Regions from separate parts of the Mus musculus genome. Here region 1 is linked to region 2. Evidence: chromatin contacts called from public Hi-C data. All regions are on one chromosome and are shown on one strand. The core of a region is the stretch at or near the end of the contact, and the rest is flanking DNA. Distances in the headings are between cores, read along the strand shown. Region 1 has its middle 23 kb from the start of Usp1. Region 2 holds the start of Kank4 (KN motif and ankyrin repeat domains 4).

Region 1 (4,930 bases), core at 1,671-4,170, 83 kb before region 2:
CAGGCAGCCAGAGACTAAAATCTGACACTGTGGGCCCACTCGAACCCCTTCTCTCCCACACTGTTTTTCTCAGGCACTTGTCCCGGTGGTGGAAAGGCTGGCTAGTGAACCAACATACCTAGACTGAATGTGTTCTTAGCTTAAGGCCTTTCCAGTGTGAACAACAAACCTTCCAGATCCTTGTGCTCAAAGTCGTCCTGGAGTGGACAGGGATGGCTGACAATGGAATTCTGGAAGTCAAAACAATTGCCTGGCTGGAACTGGTTTTGATCTATTGCTTTGGATCTCCGAACAGCCCCATGTGCTTACATCCCGATTTGTGTAAGGAAGTGTGGCAGATGGAAGAAACTCTTTCTCCCTCCATTACAGTGAAAACCATTGTTAAAAAGTGATAGGTTCTCTCCTGTACACGGGATGTGTTCTTCTAGCTGGGCTGCCTTGTTTGCTTCAGTAAGAGAGAAAGTGCATAGCTTCGCAGAGACTTGAAATGCCAGGGTTGGGGGATACCCAAGGAACCCCCAACCCACTTCTCTGATCAGAGGAGAAGGGGAGGAGGGATTGAAAATGGATAGTGGGAGGGGGTGACCCGGAGGGGGTTAGTCAGCAGTAAAGTGAATAAATTTAAATTTTTAAATTAAATTATTTAAATGATGGGTTCTTAGTGTCCTATTGTAAGCATTCCTTCTAATGCTTATTCTCCCATGATGAGAGAAGACTCTAGGCTGAGGGCCTCTTGGCTTCTGAACTGGGAGCATTGGAATCTCCCTTGACTGCTCTGGCTGTCTAGAGCAAAAGGCCTGCCGGTCAAGCAACCAACACTGTCCACGGTGAACACACCACGGAGGCCTTGAAGAAGCCACACAAGGATCCCAGCTGCTGAGGGTACTGCGCCAATCAGCAAGCTGGCAAGAACAACAGCAGCAGTGCCTTCCAGTGTTAAGGCTGTCATGCATGCGGCTCGTACCAGGGCCTCTGGTTCCTCAAATGTTCCAGCTCTTATCTAGATCCAACGCAGCCAGAGCCTTAGACCTAAGTGTGTTACAGCTCTCGCATAGATGGTGTGCTTCGATGGCCTTTGTGAACTCTAGGTGACATTGCAACCATTGTCACACGGGACAAAAGAGAAAAACTTTCCCTGGAGGGCTAGCAGACAAGCTTCTGTGATGAGTATGAGGAGGCCTGGCTATAATTGGTGCAAAACCAAACCTCGGTTTGCCTGTTAGGTATGCTGTGATTGTCCAAATGGCTCCCCTGCCTGGGCAGCATGGGAGAACTGACCCTGTTAGCATGGCTTTGGGAGGGCTGGCCCCAGCCCTTCACCTGGGCAGTGTGGTAGAGTTGGCCCTGGTAATGTGGGTGTGGAATTGAGTATGGGACAGTCAGCCTGAGGGCATGAGAGCAGGAGGGATGGCTCTGTCCCTTGCCAGTTGTGGCTGTGGCACTTGGGTGAACAGGATCTGCCTGTCCCTTGCTGAGGGAGTGCTGGAGTCCTGGCTCTGGTGGTGTGGGTGTGGGAGAGCTGGCCCCTCCCCTCAACTGGGCAAAGCTGAAGAGCTGTCCCTGGCACCACAGTGGCAGGCACAGGAGAGCTGGTAGGCTGAGCAACTTAGCTACCATGCAGGGCCAGATCCAGGGCTTTGAGCTGGCCCATCCCAACATTTACCCCATCTGTGGACCTCTAGAGTGTGTAGAGGTACCAGTCCTACAGAACCAACACTGCAGTATCTTCATGACACAAGGCAACAACAGGACATCCAAGAGGAGACTCCATGATTGTCCAGTACTGATAGTGTAGCTGAAACCAGAGGCCTCCAACCAGACCAATGAGCATTTGCAAGTAAATCTATTTGAGCAAAAGGGTATACTGTGTGACACACCATGACACACCTCAGCTTCCACAGTGAGATTATTTTGTTTTTGTTTTACTTCTCTTAACTTTTTCTTTTCTTTTGGGAGGGAAGTTACAAGGGTGAAAGGCAGATAAGAAGGGTTGGGGAGTGAAGTTGGAGTGCATGATGGGAAATTTACAAAGAATCAATAAAAAGTTGTTTGTTTGTTTGTTAGTTTGTTTTAAAGAGTTACTGTGGACATGACATCAATAGAAACCCTAAGACAGGGCCCAACAGAGACCAAACTGAGCACTTTACAAGATCTTTGTTAAAAGAAATTTTGGCCTACATACTATTTCTGTTTGGATAGAGCGGAGGGTCCCAGCCACCTTATTACTAATGGAGCCACTCTTATTGCATTCCCCTCTAACTTTAAATGTCATTTCTTAAGCCTTTCTCACTTACAAATCGACCTGGCAGATCTATAAGCAGAGGACACAGAAGGCTGTTCTTCATGGAAGTCACCAGGAGTGATGCAAAGGACCTTGGGGTTTGGTCAACAGCATTGGTGTTCTTTCTAGCTTTGCATCTTTTAAACAAAATAACTCCATGTCAGGGAACCATAAACTGTTGAAATAAGCCAGGCTTCACACAAAGTACTAAAATCTTCTGGGTGGTGTTTTATTTCTGGTCAGCATTTTAACAATTGCAAGAGAGAGACCATAAAGTGTTGAGAAATAATACATCTGCATAGTCAAAATGCTCTCATAGAGGTAAAGCAGACCCAGGCCATAATAAAAAATCATAGCCTTGGTTCAGATTTGACACTTTAGTATTTTAGTCTTCTATGTGAGTTTGAGATCACTGGACAGGAAGGAGCACAGAGCACTGTCTCTAAGCACTCCTCCCTCCTAGAGAGTGATTACGATCTTTCATGGGTCATTTTAAACAAACATACCGAAACGTTTAGGCATCACAAACTTAGCTCCAGTTTGCTTGCAAAACTAGGATACCACAGAAGGGAGAAAATATGATAAAGCAAAAGGAGTTTCAGACATTTTCAAAGCTTATTCATAACGGGTGGATGTCTATGCACTGTGGTAACCGTGTGCATTCCTGGTTGAGTAACCACACCCCACGGGTGGCTCCATACTCATGAAATGTCGGGGCAGCATGAATTGCATTCAGTAGGTTATTCTTTTAAAAAAGACACAGAGCATCTGCAAGGAGTTAGGGGAGAAGTGGGTGTGTGTGATTAAAATACATTGCATATATGTTTTAAATTCTCAAATAATCAATAAAACTATCATATTTTTAAATATCCTAAATTCTCCTAAGCCAAGGCCAAAGCCTTTCCTTGTCCTGTACCTTTGCAGGGATGGCTTTGTTCAGTCATTCTTGATATCTAGCAAGATAACGTCTACATCACAAAGCAGGCATCACAGAAGTCTTTGGGTCCTGTCTTCCCAGCATTTGCCTAGTCTTCACTTGACTTTCCCCATCTCAGTATTCCCACTCTGATCCTTCCTCTCCACTGCCACAGGAGTCGTCTTTCCAAACGCACATTTGTACCCTGTCCTGTCCCCCCCCCTCTGTATGGCCACGGGCTCAAGTCCCAGGCTTAGTCCCATGTACTCGGTCCAGTGAACTACACTCCCCCTGTCTTCGTTTCTTTGTCTGTGGCTATTACAAAATATGGACTAAAGCAAAGTGAAGGAGAAAAGGTATTTTTTTTAGCTCATGGTGCAAGTACATCCTGCATGGCAGGGGAGTCAAGGAAGCGGGAGCTTGAAGCAGTTGGTCACATTGCATCCGTATTTGGGAAACAGAGAGGGACAATTTAAGCTGACCTTTGGTTTATTTTCTCCTTTTTATATACAACTCAGCTGGGCGTGGTGGCACACACCTTTAATCCCAGCACTTGGGAGGCAGAGGCAGGTGGATTTCTGAGTTCAAGGCCAGCCTGGTCTACAGAGTGAGTTCCAGGACAGCCAGGGCTACACAGAGAAACCCTGTCTCAGTAAAACCAAATTAATTAATTAATTAATTAATTAATTAATTAATACAGCTCAGAGAATGTTTCCACCCAGAGTGGTCTTCCAAGAAAATCTCCATAGGCACGCCCAGAAACCATTCTCCCAGGTGAGTTTATATTCTCTCAGGTTGGCGTCAATAAAAATTATATCTCTCTTCCAGGGCTACTCTTCAAACAGACCAAATTATTTGGGTTATGCTAATTTCTCAAATCCTCAGGGTCTCTCTGTATAGACGCCTTTGCTCAGAATTGTTTCTTGGCTTCTTTTCTTCCAGTTCTCTCTCCTCAGTTACCCTTGAAGACTCTGTCTCCATTTAAATAGCCAGTTCAATCTCCTTGTGAGCCTTTCTTGTCTATCCTTCCTTTGACTACATTTTCAGCTTTGGTGGGCCACTGCTTTCTGGACTCACTGTTGCAAATCTGGAGGTCGTCAGATTAATAATAATAATAATAAAAAAGCTATTCTCTGAAGAAAATAATATTCCAGCAAAAGAAGGCCTCACTGAGAATGGGGTCCATTACAGCATCTTTACATGGTCATTTCTCACTGTACTCAGCTCTAGCAGAGAGCTGTTGAGTTCTTTGTGTATAAATATCAAGGTCTCTTCTCTGTTGTTACTGTTGCTGATGTGTGTTCATAAATTTTCATTGTTTACATTCATTATAAATGGAACTATGTCACATATGGAGAGTTTCATCTAAATATGCTTTGTATGTTGGGCTTATTCCTCTCCCCCACGCACTCCCCGATCTTTTGTTCCATTTTGCCCAGTCATAGGTGATTTCATGTATCTATACAAAAATCTAAGAAGGAGTATCTCCAGTTGCATCAATTATTCTGCAAACAACATGATTTCATTTCTCTTTGTAGCTAAAAAAAATCTATTATGCGTATATACCTACTACCCACTCCCCTATTATAGAACTGCTAGATTGGTTCCATAAATTATCTATTATGAATTGCTCCTCAATAAACATTGATATGGAATTGTCTCTGTGATATGTTGGTCTGAAGTCCTTTGGGTAAACAAAGGAGTGGTATAGCTGGTTCATATGGTAGAGCTGA
Region 2 (4,820 bases), core at 1,774-4,273:
TGGTGGGTTGATGAAAATGTGGCCAGAGGCTCACAGGAGCCTACTTCTCCATTCCTCTAAGATCAATGATTTATTACTTGTTATTTCAGTGTTTGAATCTATGCGCAGGCTTTACAGGACCAGAGGGAAGATGAGAACAGAGGGTCTATATAAGCAAAATTCCCGCTCAGAGAACTGGTGCTTATTTGCTGCCAGCCTGGCGACTGTAGGAGTTACCACACGTGGGTGCTAAACCATGGCACTGGTAGATGCACAGTTCTCTCTTGGAGCAAGACATGAATGTCATATCCTCCAGGCCTTCTGCGTGGAAAAGTCAGCATCCTGGTCACCAAGACCTGAGTTTGAAGTCACCTTCCTGCTTTTACCTCACGGCCTTCAACAAGAGAATGACAGACATTTTGTAGATGAAATGGCAAATCCAGAGAGACAGATAATGAAAATGAAATGCCCCATCATGGTGTCTGGTACAGGGCAGAAAAATGAATGCGCACCAATCGCCCTGAACTCCACACTCCAGCGAGGGGTGAGGCAGGGGAAGGAGCTCTCCGTTCTGTCCACCCTGGGTCCCGATCACAGAAAGTCCCAGGCTACAGCAGCGCTGTGCCCAACTATCCTATATCAGCTTCAGCATGAAAGCTCGCTGTCTGAGAGCCTCAGCTGGTTTGCAGTAGAGGTGTCCAAACCTGAAATTCTAAAAGATCTGCTGCCTGGAAGGGGTCTCTTCCTTCCAGGACTCCGCAGATAGCAGTCCATTTGCTAATCTAACTCAACCATTTCCCCGCCAGGACAGGAAATCGCTAATGCCCTAGCTGGGGCTTCTTTTCAGTGCATGGCATGAGGGTGGGGTAGGGGGGCGGGCGTTGGAGGGTCCAGGGTGGGTGTGTTTACTTAGTGTATTCTCCCAGTCCATTCTGGATGGTCTGAGCCTCCGAAGCCCTGGCTGCCCCAGTTCAGCCCGTGACTCCTCTGACTCAGAGCTACCCTGGAGACGGTTCCTCCTCTGAGTCATCAGGCTGAGCTGCTTTCGAGGATAGTAGAGTCTGGCACTGCCCTCCATCTTCTCAGCAAAGGTGCTGGGCCTCCACACCCGAGTGCCAGCCCCACGCCTAATTAGGCTCACAATGCCCAGAAATCAAGGAACAAGTTCTTCGAGGTATCTGAGAGTGCAGAAGGTTCCAAGACTGGGACTTAGAATGCTCAGGGTTCTGTTCCAGCTCAGCCAAGTAGCTTGTGTGACCTTGGGCTAGTCACAGAACACCCGAAGCAGAAGGAGTAAGTGATCTACACTGGCTGTGTTGCACAAGGATGTTGAGAGGCCAAAAACCAAATGCAGACAATGAGGCACAAGTCCAGGAGCTTAACCTGGTTATAGGGACAAGACTTAGCATTTTATTTTATTTTATTTTATTTTTGGTTTTCTAAGACAGGGTTTCTCTGTGTAGCCCTGGCTGTCCTGGAACTCACTCTGTACACCAGGCTGGCCTTGAACTCAGAAATTCACCTACCTCTGTTTCTCAAGTGCTGGGATTAAAGACATGTGCCACCACTGCCTGGCTAGGGCTTAGCATTTTAAAGTAAGATTCATTCCTTTTCATTTTATATGTCTGAATATTTTACCTGCATTGTATGTTTATGTATGTGCTCCAGGAACATACATGCCTAATGCACCAGGAGGCCAGAAGAGTACGAGTATGGTACGCTGAAACTAAAGTGACCAGTTGTGAGCCATCATTCCAACGCTGGGAATCAAACCTGGGTCCTCTGCAAGAGCGGCATTTTAAAAATGAGGTGTCGGAAAAAATAGAGACCTCACTTAAATGTCTGGGTTTCTGGCTTCTCTGGGAAAATGAGCCGCTCCTGTCATATTCCTTCCTTTCACCGGATGAGGATAACCCAGCAGGCCTTAGTAGGCAGAGTCTGAGGCTGCTCTCCCTTGGGCCACAGACCCTCCCCCAACTCCTATTTGGGCTCCAGCACTGAGGCCATCATTCCCATTTGTTACTGCTATCATGAAAGCTTCGTGGAAATGAAGTCATCCTAATAACTATGTTTCTGTCGAAACGGAAATTAAATGTCTCTTGATTCAAATTATCTGTCCCATCTGGGTCACGATGTCAAAAATAAAACTCCTTGGGCTGCTTTCTGGGCATGGATTCTAGGAAGGTGGGCCAGGGGAGGTCACAGCTGGACTCTGGATACCTGCCAGCTGCCATCTCCTTCCCTCCCCCTTCTGTTGGTCCTCTCTGTGAGGGGTTAGGAGAAACCACTCCACTTCTCTTTCCAGGTGTTGGCCCAAGTGGTCCTTAGCTATCTGTCCATTCAAGCTTAGTAACTTTTAATTGGTACAAAGCTGCTGTGGAGATGGGTGTATGAAGAGAAGACGGATTTTTATGTGGAGCTGAAACATGGATTTGGAAGGAAATTGGAAGGGAAATGGCTTAGGAGACATCTAAGTCCTGTTGTGAACGACTCTCACACCCCCACACTGGGGCTAGGACCCCACTGCTCACAGGATCTCAGTTGTCAGGCCTTGGTTCGTGTTCTGATTTGGGCAGTTATTACCCTTACCCTGTCTGATACTGTTTCTCCACCATGGTGGGGACGGAAACGTCTAGACTCCAGAGTCTAGACAAACTTAGAAAAACGCACGGGGGAGCCCTGGGGAAATCTGGAAAGCGCCTTACACAGGCTGAGACTTTTCTGGTTTCTTTTCCAAAAGTTTTTCTTCTTAACTCTGTCCAAGGCTAAGACCCTCCCCTCGGTGTCGCAATTCTGCCCCTTCCTATACACCAAAGCCCGCGCCGCGTCAGGAAGGCGGGGACTCGGGTGGCGGCGGCGAGGATCCGGCTCCTGCGCTCCCAGTCCCGCAGCTGGCGCGGTAGGTGTGCCCACAGCTAGTGCGTCCCGGCTCCAGGCCCAGCCCGGCGACCTGAGGGCGCCCGGAGGGTGTGCGCGCCCGGGACAGCAGGGTGCGGCGGCGCGCGGTGCGTGCCGGACGCGGACGGTGCAGAGGAAGGAGGATCGTGCCACTGAAGACCGTGCAGCTGCAGCTGCGTGCACCCCGAAGCCGGGTGGGAGCTCGCGTTGCTCCTGCACAGCGGTCGCTTCCTGCCAGAACCCCGCGGTTCCCCAAGGTAAGTGGTCTGGCGTCCTCTCGCCCCGGACACACGCCCCGCGCGACCCAGGCTGCGCCCGCTGCGCTCCGCGACCCCTGCTAGCGCCGCGTCCCTGCAGAGGCTGCGGCAGCCTGAGCCGGGAGTCCGGAGGGTCGGGGAAGGAGGGTACCCGCTCTTGCTTTCCAGCTCTGGGTACTAGGGAGACCGTAGAAGGGGGATCTCGTCGTCCTTGAGACTCAGGTGGTGCAGACCCTCGCAGCTGTCCTCAGACGGACGCTGCGGTCCTGGATGCAGCTTACGGGACTGGGGGCGCCTCCCGGCTGGCTTACAGGACTACCTTAAATATCGCCGAGTCTCTTTCATTTTGCAAAACATCGCGCCTGTTCCCCAGCCCGCACCTCCCTCCTCCTAGGTGAAGTTTCTAGAGCTATGATGGGATGCGACCTTGGGCAGAGGGAGGAGGGCTGCCCTGCATCTGTGTGCTAGGCGCTGGCTGAGGATACTTTGCCAAGCCCATGTGCCTCTTGGTTAGCTCTCCTCCCCTCCCCATCTTCTTTAAGGTCAAATCTTTGACCCCAGAACTTTGTCGCTGCAGACTGACCAGTTACAGACAGGAGCTGAAAAGTCCATGCATTCTACGCTTGGCTGGAACCTACTCTCATCGTGCTACCCTGGGCTGCAGAAAACCAGACTACTACTTCCCAAGCATCCTGGGATACAGACTTGTAAGACCAGGGTGGGCATTTTCCAGGAGAAAGAGGCTATTCCATTTCAAGGATGTCCTCTGAGGCTTGTGCAAAGTCTTATGCAAACAGGACCAGGGGAGAATCACCTGCAGCCAGTGATGGGGTTACAGCCAAGAGAGAAGGCATCTCTAGTTTAAAGTGCAATCCCGGAGGACCTACCTGAGTAAACCAAATTGGGCTCCTTAGCTTCTCAAGACAGGGCACAGAAAAGCATGTTGCTTCCCAAGGAAGCAGAAGTGGGGTCCACTTTGGCATTGCCCTTAAAGTCCAGCCTCCTACCTCAAGGAGGCGTGATGTGTCTCAGGGACAGTGTGTTGTAGGAATGATGTAAAAGCCAGAGAAAAAGCACACACAAAAAAAGTTCAGAACCAGATATCAGGCAAGGTTTTCAGATACAAAGGTAAACAGAACCGTGCACTGGCTTCAGGAAGCTTGCTGTCCAATGACCAAGACGGAGTGAATCACATCACTCTGGTGTAGAATTCTGCTGCGTTCTCTGATTCTAAACTTGGGTTCCCTGAGAACTGGGGATGGGCTGAGCGTCAGAATGAAGGCTGAAAGCTAACTGGTTAGATGGTGGATTGACTTTCAGATGGAAGCAGCCTATGAGAGGACCCTGCCCAGCAGCAAGTCCTGTGCAGGAACTGAAAGCCTTTGTTTGCAGAGGAGAACCAAAAGCCCTATAGGCATGGCCCTTAGCTCTGCATTCCACTGACTGGGCTAATCAGTGTGTGTCTTCCTTTCTCAGTCATGATGTTGGCCTATTAGAGGCCCCTGTCTAGGCCAAATGCACAGAGAAAAACAACATGATGGGAGCTTTCTACCTACACCTTTGTTAAGGGTTCAGAGCAATGGTTCTTTCCCCATGCTGTTTCCTGCTGTCACATCCAACTCGAAGCTTGCAAAAACCTTTGCTCAGCATTCAAGGAAATAGCGTTGGAAGTGGTGGCTCATCCAG

The links. Hi-C and Micro-C count contacts between places; a contact is called where the count stands out from the background.
Region 1: a Hi-C map of uterus shows a contact between it and region 2. The contact joins the enhancer-like site here to the promoter of Kank4 in region 2. A contact is called at or near these places in 3 of 39 promoter capture datasets (embryonic stem cells and second pharyngeal arch cranial neural crest), 2 of 484 Hi-C or Micro-C datasets (nephron progenitors and uterus), 2 of 115 datasets of contacts at active chromatin or transcription factors (both in embryonic stem cells) and 3 of 9 other capture datasets (adipose tissue, embryonic stem cells and pancreatic islet).

What each region holds. Positions count from the first base shown.
Region 1 is chr4:98,898,706-98,903,635 of GRCm38.p6, reverse strand. No RefSeq gene overlaps it. Among named protein-coding and RNA genes, the nearest start is that of Usp1, 23 kb to the left of the region's middle. Within about 2 kb of position 2,920, at least 9 of the 459 cell types and tissues checked have an H3K27ac peak or open chromatin away from gene starts, as enhancers often do. A contact at or near this core is called in uterus, where this site is marked.
Region 2 is chr4:98,815,740-98,820,559 of GRCm38.p6, reverse strand. Kank4 (KN motif and ankyrin repeat domains 4) reads left to right here and starts at 3,023. Exons shown (of 10, transcript NM_172872.3): 1 at 3,023-3,134. I0C0044D17Rik (RIKEN cDNA I0C0044D17 gene) reads left to right here. Exons shown (of 3, transcript NR_151512.1): 3 at 109-2,085.